Regions from separate parts of the Mus musculus genome. Here all the other regions are linked to region 2. A link is a contact called in public HiChIP or PLAC-seq and promoter capture Hi-C data. All regions are on one chromosome and are shown on one strand. Each heading gives the region's core, a stretch centred on a gene start, on an enhancer-like site or on the middle of the called end of the contact. The rest is flanking DNA. Distances are from core to core; before and after follow the strand shown.

What was found. Promoter capture Hi-C pulls out the DNA fragments that hold promoters and counts their contacts. HiChIP or PLAC-seq counts read pairs in DNA pulled down with a chosen protein or histone mark.
Region 1: a contact with region 2 is called in an H3K4me3 HiChIP or PLAC-seq map of stem cell-derived neural progenitor cells, with 15 read pairs. The contact joins the enhancer-like site here to the promoter of Tmem64 in region 2. A contact is called at or near these places in 1 of 39 promoter capture datasets (cranial neural crest), 1 of 484 Hi-C or Micro-C datasets (rod photoreceptor), 4 of 115 datasets of contacts at active chromatin or transcription factors (the SCID.adh cell line, embryonic stem cells, memory CD8 T cells and 1 more) and 1 of 9 other capture datasets (pancreatic islet).
Region 3: a contact with region 2 is called in a promoter capture Hi-C map of liver, with 2.3 times the contacts expected there. The contact joins the enhancer-like site here to the promoter of Tmem64 in region 2. A contact is called at or near these places in 5 of 39 promoter capture datasets (the 3T3-L1 cell line, embryonic stem cells, frontonasal cranial neural crest and 2 more), 2 of 115 datasets of contacts at active chromatin or transcription factors (embryonic stem cells and fetal liver) and 1 of 9 other capture datasets (embryonic stem cells).
Region 4: a promoter capture Hi-C map of the HPC-7 cell line shows a contact between it and region 2. The contact joins the promoter of Lrrc69 here to the promoter of Tmem64 in region 2. A contact is called at or near these places in 6 of 39 promoter capture datasets (the 3T3-L1 cell line, the HPC-7 cell line, cranial neural crest and 3 more) and 1 of 115 datasets of contacts at active chromatin or transcription factors (stem cell-derived neural progenitor cells).

What each region holds. Positions count from the first base shown.
Region 1 is chr4:14,880,809-14,883,508 of GRCm38.p6, reverse strand. All of the region lies in intron 1 of Pip4p2 (phosphatidylinositol-4,5-bisphosphate 4-phosphatase 2), which reads right to left. Among named protein-coding and RNA genes, the nearest start is that of Pip4p2, 18 kb to the right of the region's middle. Within about 2 kb of position 1,413, at least 128 of the 459 cell types and tissues checked have an H3K27ac peak or open chromatin away from gene starts, as enhancers often do. A contact at or near this core is called in the SCID.adh cell line, memory CD8 T cells and stem cell-derived neural progenitor cells, where this site is marked.
Region 2 is chr4:15,264,484-15,267,183 of GRCm38.p6, reverse strand. It overlaps Tmem64 (transmembrane protein 64), which reads right to left and starts at 1,364. Exons shown (of 3, transcript NM_181401.3): 1 at 435-1,364. The coding sequence starts at 1,232. It overlaps Gm51436 (a long non-coding RNA gene), which reads right to left and starts at 427. Exons shown (of 2, transcript XR_003955370.1): 1 at 1-427.
Region 3 is chr4:14,991,694-14,994,393 of GRCm38.p6, reverse strand. The region is part of intron 6 of Necab1 (N-terminal EF-hand calcium binding protein 1); the gene reads left to right. Among named protein-coding and RNA genes, the nearest start is that of Gm11844, 29 kb to the left of the region's middle. Within about 2 kb of position 1,258, at least 2 of the 459 cell types and tissues checked have an H3K27ac peak or open chromatin away from gene starts, as enhancers often do. A contact at or near this core is called in liver, where this site is marked.
Region 4 is chr4:14,794,655-14,797,354 of GRCm38.p6, reverse strand. It overlaps Lrrc69 (leucine rich repeat containing 69), which reads left to right and starts at 1,303. Exons shown (of 8, transcript NM_028499.2): 1 at 1,303-1,492. The coding sequence starts at 1,310.

The DNA.
Region 1 (2,700 bases), core at 164-2,663, 380 kb after region 2:
CATCACTGTAGCCCTAAGGCAGTTGAAAGACACTTCCTGAACTTTTGGCATCTCTCCCTCAGAATTTACCCAAAGGAAGCCTGCATTGACAGCTCTCTCCTCCCATAAGAGACCTGCAATTGTGGAAGTTTCAGCAGTTACTCCAGCAGCAATTAAGATTTCAATTTCTTCACTCCATCTCCTTTCACTTCTACAATAGTCAAAAATCACTAGAGCTGAACCTCAGGGAAATTTATAAATAAGTAAGGCTACTGTGATCTCAGAATTGCAGCTCACTATTAAGTAAGAAATTCCATTTTTTAAAGATTCTTGGTAGATACTTAAGCAATGAACATCTTCTCTGTGGAGTTATATTAAATAAAAGATCCTTTTTTTCTATGTATTTGCAGTCCTTAATTCTAAACAGCATTGTCGAACCTAAAAGGACTGTGCAACACATCAGAAGTAAAATCAGTCTGTGAGGACACTGGAAAGAAAGCCTTCCGACTATGAGACTGACCTGCTGCCTGCTCTGGCAGACAGGGGTCTAGCAAGGCTGTCCTCCGAGAGGCTCCACCCAGCAGCTGACAGATACAGACACCCACAGCTGAACAGTGGGTGGGGCATGGGGATTCTTAAGTAAGAATAGGAGGAAGAATTGCAGGTCCCAAAGAGGACAGGAACTCCACAAAAAACCAACAGAGTCAACTAACCTGGACTCTTGGGGTTCTCAGATCCTGAACCCCCAACCAAAGAACATACACAGGCTGGACCTAGGCCCCCTACAAATGTGTAGCAGATGTCCAGCTCAGTCTTCATGTGTTTCCCAAAGTGGAGCAGGGGCTATCCTAAAAGCTCTTGCCTGTCTGTGGGATATCTTCTAGCTGGGCTGCCTTCTCTGGCCTCAGTAGGAAAAGACGCCCCTAGCCTTGTAGAAACTGTACCAGAGGCGGAGGGGGATGGGAAGGGGGGGTATTTCCACTCTCTTAGAGGAGAAAAGGGAAAAGGGGAAGGGATTGTGGGATGGTGTAGCCTGGAGTGGGGGCAGTGATTGGGATATGAAGTGAATACATAGATAAAAGAAATAATAACAAGAGTAAAAAAGAAAGCCAACAACCTAGAGATGCTGACTGCTGAAGGGCTCTGTGATTCTGCCCCTCCTAAAACAGAAGTCACTTTCTAAAAGGCAAAGAGTTGGTGTGAGGGAAAAATGTACAGACGGGAGGTGATGGAAACAGTCGAGAACCTAATAGTGAAGGCTTCGGAAAAATCAGATCGGGGTATACTGAATAAGGAAGAGGAAAGAGTCAGGGGAGGCTGAACAGTATGAAGGAAAACAGACTCCTAAAAGAGACACAGCGAAAGTGGAGGGATCAAAGGACATAGAGCTGCTCAAGCAACACTTTAAAGGAAGTGGCACCACCCTGCAAACCCACAAGTGATCAGATTACAGTTTCCCATCACAAGCATCAGCATCGTCCATCTAGTCTGCGCCAGACAGTCTCTCCGTTTTGCTAATTCATCCTAGTGCATTAATCTGTGCTCCTTTTTGAGACACATGTCTGTATTCTAACGGTTGGCACTGCCTCGCTGGGCTGCTCGGCCCTCTACTGCCTCACTCACTCCTCTACGAGCCTCTTCAATGGCAATGCCTGCCCACTGAATTCACTTTCTTCACTCCTGCTCTCACTGTATCCAGCCCTTGACAAAGATGGATACATAACAGAAAAATGACATCACATTAAAGTCTGAGATGGTCTAGGATCCTATTACAGAAGGAGGGCCCCCGAGAAGAAGGCCAGCATTATTCTCTGCCCCTCACCCCGTTTCCACTTTCTTCACGGTCTTTGGGAGAATGTGGCTTAAAGACAAAGCCAGCTGAGCTCTGCTTTCAGGACCTCTGCTTTCAATGGCAACGCTCTCCATCCAGCTCAGTACAGAGAAGAGGAAATACCATTCTTAATTCCTCCCCTTCTCAGAATCAAAGAAATGGGTCTCCCAGAACCACGCCACTGTTAGAAGGAGGTATCTGGCACACATCAGATTAAGACAGTGTGTGTTAGTGACCAGGTCACCCTGAAATCTAAACACATGTTCAGTATTGTGCCTGTGGAGCTCTGTAGACACCCTCTGACACTACAAGCTGGCTGTAGGTGCTCTGTTAGTAGATGCTGGAGAAAACCTACCAAGACAGAAGAGAGAGGCTTTTTTTTTTGTCTCTTCTGTTTGCTTCCTATGAGCTTCCAAACTACCTGCTAGTTTTCTAAATGTCACCCTTGGAATACTCTGCCACCATGGCTAAAGCACTTTCCCATGGCAACCCTGAATCCCGTTTTCAGTCTTCAACTATCTACTTCACTGTGTAGGCCAAGTGCCAGCCAGCCTCGTTTAGGCAACAGTCTTTGTGCCAGGGGCTTGGTGGTCTTCAATCACCATATTTCAGGAGTACAGGGACCCCTGGCACTGCACAGCTTTAACAGTTTCAGCAGTGTGCTCCCTGGACCTAACCGTGATTGCTACATTGTTACCTCCTGGACACTTGAGACAAAGATGTTTACCTTTCAGTTATCTAATTAGCAAGTTTATACCTGGCTAACAATTCTATTAGTTTCTATTGAGTTGTTTCTGTATTCTGATAAGGTATTGACTAATATAGACACTGATAGGAGATACTTCAGGACAAGCAGGGCTAACTCAGAGCAGTGGTTGGATGAGCCTGGA
Region 2 (2,700 bases), core at 115-2,614:
TTACTACAAATTTAGGAAACTCCAAGAACTTGGGGTCTACTGCTGTCTCCTCCTCCACTGTTAAAAACAAAAGCGATCCATGCTCCAATATAACCAGAAACCTGAATCTGAACCCTGCTGCATTTATGCAGGGCAGAGAGAAAGCTGGGGAAGTCAAGTCACAAAGCTTTATGGCTCAAGAGCTACCAAAGTACTTTTTTTTTATCAAACTCATACACAAACACACGCACGGGGGGGGGGGGGGGGGATAGTTCTTTATCAGGTCTTCCAAGGGGCTGTGTTATATGAATTTGTAGTGTAATTTTTTTCAGGGTGCCATAAAAATGTCAATGACTCTTCTGTCATACAGAGCGCCTCCTAGGGTGGTCACAAGGCCTCTAAAAGACAAATTTGGAGAGAGCACGAGAAGGAGGGGCCAGGGGGACCCCACTTACCGAAAACACTGCATTCTGAAGCCCAAAAGGTATGGGAGTCAGCCGGGCCAGCGCCACCACCTTCAGGCCGCTTCCTCCCTCCACGACGCGGATAACGGCGCTCAGCTTGTCGCTGTTCTGGATCCTGGCAGCCACCCAGGCGGTGAGTAGCCGCTTGCAGACCACATGAGCGATAAAGGTGCCAATGAGGACGCCCACCACCATGAGCCCCATGCCTAGCACGAAGCCGTACAGGTAGCCGGCCGCCACATTAAGCACGATGTAGCCCCAACCGCAGGGGAAGGAGACCACGATGAAGCCCACGACGAAGAGCAGGACACCGAGCAGCGAGTCGAGGCTCTCCACCCAGAGCAGGAGGTGCTGCAGGTAGCGGCGGACCAGGGCCAGGGAAGCGAAGCACAGGGCGGCCAGCACGCACACCAGCACGAGGCTCCGGCACCAACAGGTGCTGCCGAGGCAGCAGCAGCGCCAGTTTCTCACCTCGGCCACCCCGACCACCACGCCGCCGCCGCTCCCGGGGCCGCCTGCCAACGCCCCGGCCGGCGCCGGCAAGTCCGAGGCCGCGGGCAGACCGTGGCGCTCCAGATAGGCGCCGAGCAGGGCGCCCGAGGCCGCCGCCGCAGCAGCAGCCGCCGCCGCGCTGGCCCCGCCCCCGCGGGGAAGGCGGTCCTCCGAGCGGTCCCCTCCCGCTGTCCGCTCCGGTGCCCAGCGGCCCGGCTGCTCCACGACTCCCGTCCGACCGGCGTGCTGCAAGGCCCGGGGCAGCGTGTGGGGCAGGCTCCCACCGGGGTTCCGCATGCCTCGGCCTCAGCCGGCCAGTGTCTCCACTCCCGCCGCGTCCCCCCGCCTGCGGCCTTCCATGGCACCCCGCACGCCAGGCCTCGGCTCCCTGCGTCCTCTCGCGGGGAGGGAACGGCCGGAGAAGGGCGGCAGCGGCGGTCGAGACGCGGTCCCGCCGGGAGTCGGTCGAGTCTGGACCCCGCGCCCGCAGAGCCCGCCCCCTTGGGCCCGAGGGGCGGGGCACGCGCAGAGGGGGCGGAGACATAGCTGGGTGGTCGGTCACGCCCCCGTGACGCCCGGCTGGTGCTGCGGATGAGTGGCGAGGTACCCGCGTCTCTCAGGCAACGGAGGCCTCGGCTGCCCGGGGCAGAAGAGTGAGGCGGAGGGAGGCCACGGGAAGCGGAAAGGGGACCCGGGGCTGCGCGCTCTCAGCTTCCACGGGCGCGCGCGTGCCTGCGTGTCAAAGACCCTTGGCCGCAGCTGCTGGGACTCTTGCCAAGTGCCTCTCTTTGGCTTCTGATTGACCTTTCCTGCAAACCAGCAGTGGGGTGTCGCTCTCCCCCAAAAGCTGTCTGGCGACTTTAGGGGAGGAGTTCTTATCTGTTCGTAGGAGGATAATTGTACCATCCCAGAGAGCAAAGTCTCCCAGTGGCTTCTAGATAACTCGGTTGTTTAGGAGCCCAGGGAATTGGTTGTGAAGAGCCACTCTTCAGAGAATGTGCCTTCTAGACCCTAGTCCTTTCCTGAATGCCAAGCACTGTGCTGCGTAGAGTGGAAAAGATTCCTCAAAAGACCTTTATAAAAAGGGTTGCTGTTACCAGCCCTTTCACGAGCTATGTATAGACTTATGACTGACCCAGTGCTAGGAGAGCAAGGTAAGGAATCAAAGATGTTAGCTAGAGTTCTTATCTGAGATAGTAGATAGAAGAAAGCCATTGACTTAAGGAAAATATTACAACTATGTACAAATGAAGTTGATGCATCAGAGTTGAGATGTCCATGATATCCACCCAAAAGTGGCATTCCAGTGGATGTTTGAAAATAGGAATATGGCGTTGACATGAATTATCACTCCTAGAAATTTTGACATTGATACACAGGCAACCGTTAAGACCATGGTTATGGATGACTGAATAGTAGTAGGTGTACTAAATATTCCCTGTATTCTCTACTCGGTCATAGTAGGCTGACTTCTATGTCCAGGCCTCGTGTTTGGGTCAGTCTCCACGATATATTCTGCCAAGTGACTTGTGACTAGCTTTTAGATGCTTTAGGAACCTTCCAAAATCCTTTCTCTCTTTGCCATTGTCAATTATTGGTGTTCCACAGAGTGAAGAGTAAGAATCCCAGTTACTTCTTGATGGAAGTATATAAATGAGTGAGAAGAAAAACCACGGACATGTGAGAGTTATATTATCAGGGCACTGTGATATCATCACTTCTGACTGGTGTGAATGAGAATAAGTCTGAGAAATTAAACCTTGAG
Region 3 (2,700 bases), core at 9-2,508, 270 kb after region 2:
TTTGGTTAGCTTTTTCTAATGTTATCTTTTGTCTCTACCTGAGTATTCTCTTTAATTGAAATTTTAAATTCTTCCCTTAAGGTCTGTGTCCACACTTCATATCTCTTATTATTATCCTGTTCCTTCAGTTCCTATATTCTTTTTTCAAGGTTCTGCCTCCATATTTTGATTTTTTTTCTTTATATTGCAATTCTGATAGTCTGCTCTTCATTTTATTTTGATTAATTTTAAAAGGTTATTCTTCAAGTCTTGCTTCCAATCCTCATTATTTTCTCTCTCCTGCTCAGTCTGCTCTGTGAGCTGCTGCATCCTTTGTTCTAGCATCTTTTCCAGCTCCTGTCTCCCACCTTCATTTTCAACTTTCTGTCTCTTATTCTGATCTATAATTTCCTCTGTCTTCAATTTTAGTGTTTCCTCTAGGCCACATTGCCAAGTCTTAAATTTCTCTTTCTGTTGTTCATGCTGCTCTATAATTTCCTGTATCTTCTGTTCTAAGCCCTGCTTCCATGATCTAAGCTTCTCTTTGTGTTGTAATTCTAATATTGCAGCATCTGCCTTAGTTTGATTTGCTAGCTTTAGTAAATTATCCTCTAGACTTTGCTTCCAAATTTTATCTCTATCTCCATGCTGTTCTGACCTGTGAATTGTCAAATTAGTTTTCCTAGTGTCTCTTCCAGCTCCTGTCTCTAACCTTCATTCTCCTCTTTCTGCTACTTATTGTGACCTATAAAATCCTGAACCTTTAGTTTTAGTGTTACTTGTAATCTCTTTTCTAAGGCAAGGAATTTTTTATCTAGGGCCCTGTCTTTTGAGAAGACATAGTAAATCAAGAGAATAAATATTGCAATACTGGTAAATGATAAGATGTCTAATTCCTTTCAATCCACACTGCTACATCCTAGATTGCTGCCTGAGCCATATATGGGGGGGTTGGAGGACAGTGAACTTTTATCTCAGGTTAGTTGAGCTCTAATCAATATGCTGGGCACCAATTTTTTTTCAGTAAATCTCCAACCCAGATAAGCCCTGGTAAAGAAAACACAACTCAATTAATATGAATACAAGCTGCATGCCTAGATTGGGCAGATCTACCACTACACTACTATATTCCCCATCTTTGAGATCCCTTATCACTTGTGGTTTCTCCAGGCCATGTACTTCTGCTCTGCTTTCCTTCCACCTCCTCCTGCTCCTCTGTCCTCTTCCCTTCCCTTTTTCTCCCCCAAACTTTTCAGCTCCACCTTCCCTTCTACTGCCCAATCACTGTCTCTAACTTTTATTTTACAAATTAAGCTGGGAGGAAGGTTCACAAGAAGTCACCTGTGTAAGTAATTCATGACTCATGAATTCAACCCCTCCTGGGAAAGCAGAATTAGCATCAAAATATAAGCAACATCAGGGCTATCCTGTTTGGGGAATAGATGTTAATAATTGTAATGTCCTCTTGGAGGATTTTTCCTTTGGTGAGTATGGAGTTTCCTTCTCTATCTCTTCTGATTAATTTTGATTGAAGTCTATTTTGTCGGATACTAAAATGGCTACAAGAGTTTATAATAGCTTGCTTCACAGGTCCATTTGCTTGGAATATCTTTTCCCATTTTTTTACAGGAGATGATGTCTATATTTGATTTTAAGATATATATCTTGGTTGCAGCAGAAGGATGGATCCTGTTTTCACATCCATTCTGTTAGTCTGTATTTTTTATTAGAAAATTGAGACCACTAATGTTGAGAGATATTAATGAACAGTGTTTGTTTATTCCATTTATATTGTTGTTGTGGTGTGTGTTGCCCTTCTTTTGATTTGCTGTTCAAGGATTATTTATTCCTTGTGTTTTCTTATAATTAACCTCTTTAGGTTGGAATTTTCCTTCTAGCACTTTCTGTAGGGCTGGAGTAGTAGATACTGCTTAATTTGGGTTTCTTTTCTTTTCTTTTCTTTTTTTTCATAGAATGCCTTTCTTTTCTCCATCTATGGTGATTAGAGTTTTGCTGGGTACGGTAGTCTCAGCTGGCATCTGCAGTCTTGCACAATTTGTAGAACATCTTACCTGTGGCCTTTTGGCTTTTAGAATTTCCATTGGGAAGTCAAATGTTATTGTAATTGCTTTATAATGCTGTTTGTTCTTTGTCCCTATCAGATTTTAATATTTTTCTTTGTTTATCACATTTAGTTGTTTGATTATTATGTGGTAAGGGGACTTTCGTTTTTGGTCCAGTCTATTTGGTGTTCTGTATGTTTCTTGTAGCTAATAGGTTTCTCTGCCAATATACTACACCAATTCTAGCCAAATCAAGAGTATGAAGACAGGTTTATTGAGTGGTAGCTCTCAGGTGAGTTCACTGATCTCATGGGTAGAAGTCAATGGAGTCTCATGCTGGGGCTAAAGCAAAGGGGTTTGTGAGCAAAGGAGTGAGCTGATGACATGTGAGCTAGGAGGTGGGATTGTGCCTAGCGTGATTTATAAACAGAAGCTGAGCCCCTGGGCAGGCATTCATGAGTGGGTTCCTGTAAACATGAAGGCAGGGAGAGATGACATGTTAGCCCTGAGTTTACTCCCTGCAGTAGGGCTGGAGAGGAAAAAGAGCTAATGGGCTTTCTTAGCTTGTGCAGGGGATGAGCAGGGTTTCCAAACAAACAGAACCTTCATAACCATACTAGACTTTAATTTAGAAATGTTTTTCTTTAATTTTGTTGAA
Region 4 (2,700 bases), core at 54-2,553, 470 kb after region 2:
AACATTGTGTCCATCCTGCTGCTTCCCCTACGTCCTCCAGTTTCCATAAGCATTTCTAAATGTTGAATACATGTAAAACAAGTCCTATTGTTAATTACTATCATAACCAGCCCATCAATACATTTCTCTGACTGGTTGCTGTGTTTATTGAAATGAACAATCTGTCCAGGTGCACAGGTTGTATTTTGTCTTTTGCTATTATTTAATGCTCATTTTCAGAACAGTTTTTATTTTTCATCATGCAGTTGCTGAGACCTCATTTCACTTCTCCCTATAGAGCACTGCGTCTCAACCTGTGTATCAATCACTACCCCCTTGGAAATCCTGTCTCTAAAAATATTTACATTACGATTCATAACCGTAGAATAATTATAGTTATGAAGTAGAAATGAAAATAGTTGTATGGATGGGGTCACCACAGCATGAGGAGTGTATTACAGCCGCATAGGAGAGTTGAGAGCCGCTGCTGTAAAGCTTTCCATGTTACAGATTTGACTGAGGGTAACTTCAGCTCTCTGGGCCTCCCATTTCTGTATGTGTTGGTTAGCCTAAAGCTACTGTTAGATGTAGGGTTGGTTTTCTGCATGAGGTTTCCTCTGCACTCTGCTGCGCACCATCAGTTACTTTCATTGCACGTGATGCTTTCTGTTGTAAGTGGCTAAAACGGATTAGTGGGCTACTAACCTTAATCCTACCAACAGAGTTCCTGTATTTCATTAGAACTTGGAGAAATGATGAGTTTTCTAAGGCTTGTTAAAATTCATTTATTAGCTCCAATTTCTGTATGAATAAAAACTATGAACTATTTGAATATAGTGGCATGCAGTTTATATTACAATAGTGTAATAGATGCTTGATTCATTTCTCCCTTTATTAGTTTTTAGACTGAGCTGATGATGTCCCACCCACTCCAAGTATGATTAATGAGTTAGTCCCTCCTTTTATAAGATGCTGTTATGAACCCCAAGGCTTCAGTATTACTTCCCCCCCCCCCCCAGATGTTTAGCCTTCCTCATTTCAAACTGGAGGAAGAGTCCCAAAGCTGGCCCAGTTGCCTGATATGATCTCAGTATTTGATATTGTCCATGTGTCTGGCATGGATAAACCTGTTTCAGCATGCCCTGTCTTGTATGCTTCTGGTCCAACCTGCAGTGACTATTTCCCCCCTCTACTTAGGAAATCACCTACTACCTCCTAGCTTCATCATAATGGGGAGTGGTTTTGCATGTGTGACAGAACAATTCTGCGATTACATATTCTAAAGATATATAATAACTCTTCCTCCATAATGGTCACCTCTTCAAAAATCATGGCTGAAAGATTATTGGTAACAGCACTGAAGGGTGGCAAGAACACTAAGATCCTGACTTTGAATGGCAAGAGGATTACCAAGATGCCCTCGACACTGGAAAAACTACCTAATCTGAAGACTCTAGACCTTCAAAATAATTCCATCTCCAAAGTATGCCCAGAGCTAAGGACCTTGACCCAGGTGAGGAACCTCAGAGCTTTTGGGATTGAAGATAGAAAATAGATTAAAGTCGTAAGTGATGATGGAGCAGTGACACTTTAATATCTGGAGAATTAGCTCTCTGGAGACAATATGGAGTGCTGTTGGAGAGGGATGAGTAGCTGTTCTAGCTTAGGGCATTACACATGGCAGGAAAGATGTTGCAAGTTACTCCTGTGCCCTTTGGCCCACATCTGGAATGAGAATTAGATCTTTGCTCATCTTCCTTCAGGCTGTCATCTGGAAAGAGGTTGGAAGCCTGGGTCTAGTAGTAGTCTTTCTACCTTGGGGCTCACATCTGGAAGTAGGCTTTGAGGATTCAGGCAAGATTGTGCCCACCTCCCTAGGGGGACTGTCCCGAAGTCTTTACATATGGAATTAAGACACATTTAGAGTGTTGAGGAGGCATTTCCTAGAACTGGCTGGGACTTCAAGTGCAGAGGAGGGTTGATAGGAATAGGAAATGAAAGGAATTTCTCCCCCTAAAACAGCCTTTAGGAGATGGCTAATGTTTAAAATACAGAGTCCCCTTCTTAAAGAGAAGCAGGTGACATGGCTGAGTCCCAGATGCTTATGGTAAACGTTTCTGCCTGGTAATGTCTGACTGCAGCTGCTAAAAATCTTGAGGTTAAGTGGGCGCAAGGCAACAGTTTTACTTGTGTTGATTTCTTCACAGTCCGTACCGAAAGAGCCTTTAGACAACTCAGTCACTGCAACTTACTAAAAGTTAAAGAATAAATCTGTCATTTTCACACGGCCTCTTTTAACCTTTATGAAATCATAATATTCAATAGTAGTTAGTAGTAACTTGAAATGGTGTAGTTACAGCTATAAGATGGGAACTCACACTTCTCTAAAGGACAGATGATTTTCTGAGCTCTCACTGAAAACCATGAAGTGCTTTGCTTTCCTCTTTGAATTTGTTTCTGTTTGCATGTTGTTATAAGAAAACTCATTGCTTAAAGGCTTATACTAGAATTATCTTTTATGACACTTTCAGTTCCCATCCTCACTTCCATGTTTAGTTACTCTCAACTTACTCTTTGGCGTGTCCATTTCAGTTACTATCTTTCAAATTCCTATATAGTAAGCTTAGTTTCTGCACAGTTATCTTTTCAACTCAGCATGATGGCACACTTAGAGCTTTCAGTAGCCACAGCCTCCCACTGCTCCCCACTGTGTGCGCTGCT